Linked DNA regions of Pan troglodytes: region 1 is linked to region 2. A link is a contact called in public HiChIP or PLAC-seq data. All regions are on one chromosome and are shown on one strand. The core of a region is the stretch at or near the end of the contact, and the rest is flanking DNA. Distances in the headings are between cores, read along the strand shown.

Evidence for each region. HiChIP or PLAC-seq counts read pairs in DNA pulled down with a chosen protein or histone mark.
Region 1: an H3K4me3 HiChIP or PLAC-seq map of stem cell-derived excitatory neurons shows a contact between it and region 2, with 3 times the contacts expected there. The contact joins the promoter of MAU2 here to the promoter of BORCS8 in region 2. A contact is called at or near these places in 1 of 7 Hi-C or Micro-C datasets (stem cell-derived neural progenitor cells) and 1 of 1 datasets of contacts at active chromatin or transcription factors (stem cell-derived excitatory neurons).

What each region holds. Positions count from the first base shown.
Region 1 is chr20:21,974,707-21,977,898 of NHGRI_mPanTro3-v2.0_pri, reverse strand. It overlaps MAU2 (MAU2 sister chromatid cohesion factor), which reads right to left and starts at 1,576. Exons shown (of 19, transcript XM_512526.9): 1 at 1,232-1,576. The coding sequence starts at 1,507. SUGP1 (SURP and G-patch domain containing 1) reads left to right here and starts at 1,856. Exons shown (of 14, transcript NM_001246595.1): 1 at 1,856-1,902. The coding sequence starts at 1,869.
Region 2 is chr20:21,845,464-21,848,756 of NHGRI_mPanTro3-v2.0_pri, reverse strand. BORCS8 (BLOC-1 related complex subunit 8) reads left to right here and starts at 1,801. Exons shown (of 5, transcript NM_001197183.1): 1 at 1,801-1,853. The coding sequence starts at 1,817. It overlaps RFXANK (regulatory factor X associated ankyrin containing protein), which reads right to left and starts at 1,505. Exons shown (of 9, transcript XM_009435077.5): 1 at 1,380-1,505; 2 at 833-973.

The sequences.
Region 1 (3,192 bases), core at 327-2,826, 130 kb before region 2:
CTCCCAAAATACTGGGATTACAGGCATAAGCCACTGAGCCTGGCCCTAGAAAGTTTATTAAAGGGGCCGGGCGCGGTGGCTCAAGCCTGTAATCCCAGCACTGTGGGAGGCCGAGGTGGGCAGATCATGACGTCAGGAGATGGAGACCACCCTGGCTAACACGGTGAAACCCCATCTCTACTAAAAAATACAAAAAATTAGGCAGGCGTGGTGGCGGGCGCCTGTAGTCTCAGCTACTCAGGAGGCTGAGGCAGGAGAATGGCCTGAACCCGGGAGGCGGAACTTGCAGTGAGCCAAGATGGCACCACTGCACTCCAGCCTGGGTGACAGAGCAAGACTCCGTCTCAAAAAAAAAAAAAAAAAAAAAAAAATTAAGTTTACTAAAGGGCAGAATGACAGCCACTCTCCCGCATTCTTTGAGGCACCAAGATGACACAAATCAAGTTGGGTCAGGGGAGGGACTCACTCGGACGGAAGAGGATGGACTGATGGATGGTAGAAGTCACCAGTGGATGGAGAAAAAGCAGGAGCTGCTTTTAGTTCCCCTAATACTGAAACTGAACAGCGGGGCCTGGAATCCAGAACCCCTGTTTCTCCTCCTCATAGGCCTCAAATGACCAACTCCAGACTCTGGGTCTCAGCTTCCCTCGTACGACACCAGGCATTATTGATGGGGGCACAAGACCCTCCAAAAACCACGATTACCAAACTTCCGTGTCCAAGGAGAAGCATGCCCTTCCAGGTTCCTGAGACCAGACTTCAGATTCCCGGGAGAATGCCAGGGGTCTCGCCTCCGCCAACCCCTACCCCAAGTCACTTTAGGTGGAAGCGTTTGGGGCTGATGCTCCGGAAGCTGAAACAGGAGGAGCTAGTAGCTTCAGGACCCTGTGATGTCCCCATCGCCACCAACAGGTGGGATCCTCCTGAAAACCAGACGATTTGCGGATCCTGTTGCTCCCAATAACAGGCAACTTTCAGAGCACGGTGACGAGGCTCCTGGAGCCCTGTCACCAGAAACGGGAAATAAGGCGTGGGGGGCGAGGCTTTCGTGTCCCCTGAGAGGCTGGTGGCTTTGGGGTCCGGCAGAGGCGGGTGGGGGTCCTGCGGCTTTGACGGAGGTCGCGCCCCCAGGTCGCCGAGGAGCGGCCCCCACCCGCCGCGGTCGCGACCCGTCAGCCCAGATCTTGCAAGGAGCCCGCGACTCCTCCCTCGCGGCCCGGCCCGCGCTCACCGCCTTCTCCAGGTGGCTGCGCGCCTGCTCGCTGTTCTTGGTGTGGTGATAGAGAACGGAGCCCAGCTGCAGGTGTGTACGGGCCTCGATGCGCTGCGGCGGCTTGAAGGGGAACACGGCCTGCAGGCAGTGCACGCACAGGCGGATTTTGGGCGGGCTGGAAGTGCGGAAGTGCTCAGCGAAGCCCAGAAGCGCCAGGTACCACGAGTCGGCCGCCTCGGCCTGCGCAGCCTGAGCCGCCGCCGCCTGGGCCGCTGCCGCCGCCTGAGCCGCCATTTTGGCCTCCACAACAACAAGCCGCCGCCACAGGGAGGCGGAAGCAGGCGCGCGAGACGGGGCCGGGCTCTCCTCGCGGCTTCCGCGAGATCTGCCGCCCAAAGCATCCTGGAACATGTAGTTTGTATTTGAGATGACCGCCGCTCCGGGAAGGTGTAAAAGGGCGACGCCGTTTGGTTATCGTGACTGGGACTTAGGCATCGCCGATAGGCTGAGGCTTCCGTTTCTGGAGGTGAAAAAAAAAAACCCAGTCGTTCACGCAGTAGTAGGGCGAGTCTGACCGAGGCGGACTACATCTCCCATCAGGCGATGCACACTATAACAGGGCCCCTTAAGTGGCGCCGGAGCATTGTGGGATTGGATGAGTCTCAAGATGGACAACCGGGATGTTGCAGGTAACAGCCCCCGCCTCCTCTCAGGCGGCCGCCTGGGTCCCTGGGGCTAGGTGTCTCCCCTTACTCCTCGGGTCCGTCCTGCTGCGACCCGTGGATCCCTCGCTTCAGCCCGGGGCAGCCCACAGCGTCGGCTTCTGCACCTCTTGGTTTCTCGAGACCCCAGACCCAGGTTGCTGGCCGCCCCCGCTTGGTTTGTTGAGGACGCACGGATCTCCGTAGAGGCCGCCACCCGGCTCGGCCCTGCGTCCCGTTTCCGAAACAACCGCCTTCAGGGCTTCTCCAACCTCCGTTCCCCAATACGGCGACAACCTTGGGCTGTCCCTGCACCCCTCTTTTCGTAGCAGCTGGCCTCTGGCCTGCGTCCCGCTTTCTGGAAAAGCTGCTTTTCCGAAGTGCTTTGAGGCTCCCTTGACACACTTTCCCGCGTCTTTTGACCCTCACTTTGCTGCAAGCCTTGGCCTTTCTACTTCCCCAGTATAGAATGCATTTACCCATCAGCAAATACTTAGGGCGTGCTCACTGTGTGCCAAGCAGTGTGCTGGGCGCTACGCATGCAGCGGTGACCGAAACAGGGCCCTGCCTTCCTGGAGGTTGCTTTCTACTGGGGTGTCAGTGCATTAATGAGAAAATATTTACAAAAACTTACGTATGATGTGAGGTTACGTATGATATGATCAGAGTGGAGGCTTCTGATATTGGGTAGTCAGGAAAGACCTTTTATTTCTTTTCTTTTTTTTTTGAGACAGGGTCTCACTTTGTCGCCCAGGCTGTAGTGCAGTGGCTCACTGTGGCTCCCTGGGTTCAGGTGATCCTCCCACCTCAGCCTCCCTAGTAGCTGAGACCACAGATGCGCGCCACCACACAGCGAATTTGTGTATTTTTTGTGTTGCCACGTTTCCCATGCAGGTCTGGAATTCCTAGGCTCAAGCGATCCTCCCATCTCAGCCTCTTAAAGTGCTGGGGTTACGTAAAGGTGTGAGCCACCACACCTGGCCCAGGGAAAGGCCTTTTCAAGCAGAAGACATTTGAGTTAAGACAATGAATGCCAGCTATGGGAATCCCTGGAGGGTGGAGCCTTCCACACAGAGGGGGGCCAGTAAATGCAGAGGCCCTGGTAGGATGGGCTTGTCCTTTTGAAGAATGTCAAGGATGAAGCAGAAGGGAGGGGAACCATCTGGCGGGGCCTTGAAAATGGCCTTTTAGAATTCTTTTTTTCTTTTTGTTGAAGCGGAGTTTCGCTCTGTCACCCAGGCTGGAGTGCAGTGGCACGATGTCGGCTCACTGCAACCT
Region 2 (3,293 bases), core at 552-3,051:
CTGGCGGAGGTGTCAGAAGGGGAGAGATGACAATAATTATCAACAGTTATAATAAAGTAGGCACCGACTGCATACCTAGCCTTGCACTGTGAGGGTGGGTAAACTGAGGTCCAGGTTAATTACCAGAGCCAGGGAAATGAAAACCAGAGTCCAACTGCTTTCGAGGTCTACCATTCCCCACCACCAAAGCACCTACAATGTGCAATGTTTAAGAGCCTGGGCTCTGGCCGGGCACAGTGGCTCACGGCTGTAATCCCAGCACTTTGGGAGGCCGAGGAGGGTGGATCATGAGGTCAAGAGTTCGAGACCAGCCTGGCCACCATGGTGAAACCCCATCTGTACTAAAAATACAAAAATTAGCCAAGCGCGGTGGCGGGCGCCTGTGATCCCAGCTACTCAGGAGGCTGAGGCAGAATTGCTTGAACCCGGGAGGTGGAGGTTGCAGTGAGCAGAGATCGCACCACTGCACTGTAGCTTGGGCGACAGAGAAAGACTCCGTCTCAAAAAAAAAAAAAAAAAAGAAAGGAAAAAAAAGCCGGGGCTCTGGGGTCAGCTGTCTGGGTTCGAATCCCTCAATTTATAGGCCGTGAGAACTTGGGCACGTGACTTAACCTTTGAGCCTCAGTTTCCTCCACGACAAAATGTGGAAATGAGACCTACAACGAATTATGTCTGTACATAGCTTATTGGGGGGTCTGCTAAGGGTGGAGCTCAATAAATATTCGCTATGGTTGTTGGGAGGGGCTCCCCATAATGAGTGACGGCTCAACAAAGGTGCGATTGGTCCCAGTCCCACCCAAGCCTCCTAAATCGATCCAGGAGGTCCACTCACCTCCCCACGAGCCTCCTCTGTCCCCCCGCGCCGAAAGCCCAGTTCTCTCAAAACTTGGGGGCCCAAGTCACAAACTTTTCTCTTCCTATGGATATAGCAGGAGGCAAGCTGGAGACTGGACCCTCAGCGATCTGGCTTCCTCTGCCGGGACAGAAAGCAACTTGATACTCGACCGCTACCCCCACCCCAGAGCTCCCCCACTGCGCGTGCGCACCCCCGCCCCCCAAAAGTGAGGAAGGGCCCGGGCAGTAAGTGCTGCCTCTGGCCCTTTAAGACTTAGGGGAGGGCGTGGGTTCCGCTGGGGCCCTGGGAGGGCAGTTGCGCCTGCGCCTTCTTTTCCCCTCCTCACCGACTCGGAGGGAATGGGCGGGGCCTAAAGGGCTCTGAGAATTTCACTACGCCTGCGCCCGCTCACCTTTACCCTGCCCACAGATTTTTCCAGAGGGAGCCAATTGGCTCCGGCTTCGGGTAAGATGGGCGGGGCTATCTCAAGAAGAAGAAGTAGGGGAAGTACGCGGGGCGTCTGGAACTTAAAGGGGCAGCGTACCTTGGCCGTCCCGTTCCACAACAAGGTCCCTTCTGCGGTCTCAAAGGCTTATAAGCAAGGGCGGGGGCAGAGGGCTAAAGAAGGGAGTTTATGCGGCCCGAGTGGGTAATGCGTGGAGGACTCCCCCAACTCGTCTCTCAAGGAAAAGGGGGTTCAGAAAGGGAGAGAGTTCTTCCCCCTCTCCTGCCTGGGTGTCGCTCCACCAGCCTCCGGGCCGTCGCGCCCCCTCCTCACTGCGCCACCCCCGGGTGTGCCTCCTTCCCTCCGTCTCACACAGCCCCTTTCTTGTCCGCAAAGACTGAGGAGCGGGGAGGGCGGGCCCTCTGACACCGGAACTGGAGCCGTGCGGCGTCCGGTTTCAGCAGGGAAGGCTTAGGCGGGCGTCCCAGCCTCCGGGCTTCCGGTGCCGTTTCCCGGTTCGCTGGGCCGCGGTCGCTATGGAGGAGCCGGAGATGCAGCTCAAGGGGAAGAAAGGTGGTGCGGGCCTGCGGGCGGGACAGAAGGGGCCGGGAACTTGTGGAGGGGCGGCCTGACAAAGGCCGGGCGCGGAGGGACCGTGCGAGGAGCAGTGATTGAACTGCCGTCCAACCCCAGCTCTGCCGCTGACTAGTTTTGAATCCTGTAGAAAGGCTCCGTGTCTGCTTTAATTACCGGTCCCCCCAGGATTGTTTCAAGAATTCAGTAGCTGAGGCTGGGAGTGGTGGCTTTGTAATCCCAGCACTTTGGGAGGCCTAGGCGGGAGGATCGCTTGAGCCCGAGACCAGCCTAGGTGACATAGTGAGCTCTCGTCTCTAAAAAAATACAAAAATTAGCCGGGCGTGGTGGCGCACGCCTGTGGTCCCAGCTACTTGGGCGGCTGAGGTGGGAGGATTGCTTGAGCCCGGGAGGTCAAGGCTGCACTGCAGTGGGCTACGATCGTGCCACTGCACCCCAGCCTGGGTGACAAGTGAGACCCTGTCTTAAAAAAAAAAAAACTCAACAACCTGATATTTGTAATGCATTGGAAGAATCCCCGGGGCGTAGTAATCGCTGTGCGTCTTGTTTCCTTTTTTTTTTTTTTTGAGACAAGGTATCACTCTGTCGCCCAGGCTGGGGTGCAGTGGCGCGATTATGGCTCACTGTAGCCTCGATCTCTCTGGCTCGGGCGATCCTCTTGCCTCAGCTTCTCCAGTAGCTGGGACTACAAGTGCACACCACCACATCAGGCTAATTCTTTAATTTTTTTTTTTTTGACGGAGTCTCGCTCTGTCACCCAGGCTGGAGTGCCGTGGGGGGATCTCAGCTCACTGCAACCTCAGCCCCCTGAGTAGCTAGGATTACAGGCACACACCCCCATGCCCAGCTAATTTTTTTGTATTTTTAGTAGAGACGGGGTTTCACCTTGTTGCTCAGGCTGATCTCGAACTCCTGACCTCGAGTGATCCACCCACCTTGGCCTCCCAAAGTGCTGGGATTACAGGTGTGAACCACTGCACCCAGCTAATCCCCTATACTTTAAATCACCCTAGATTACTCACATCTAGAATACATAATACAGGCCTACACATCACTTCATTCACATGGATTCAAAGAAGTGCTTCGTGTAGGGCAGATTGAAGTTTTGCTTTTTGAAACTTTGTGGAATTTTTTTTTTCCTATTTTCCATCCATGGTTGGTTGAATCCACAGATTCGGGAACCATGGATAACGGAGGGCATGAGTATGAGGCATGAGCCACCGTGCCTTGTCTGTTATGCTCACTTTCTTCTTCTTTTTTTTTATTTGAGACGGAGTTTTGCTCTTGTTGCCAAGGCTGGAGTGCAATGGCGTGATCATGGCTCACAGCAACCTCCGCCTCCCGGGTTCAAGTGTTTCTCCTGCCTCAGCCTCCCGAATAGCTGGGATTACAGGCATGCACCACCATGCCTGGCTAATT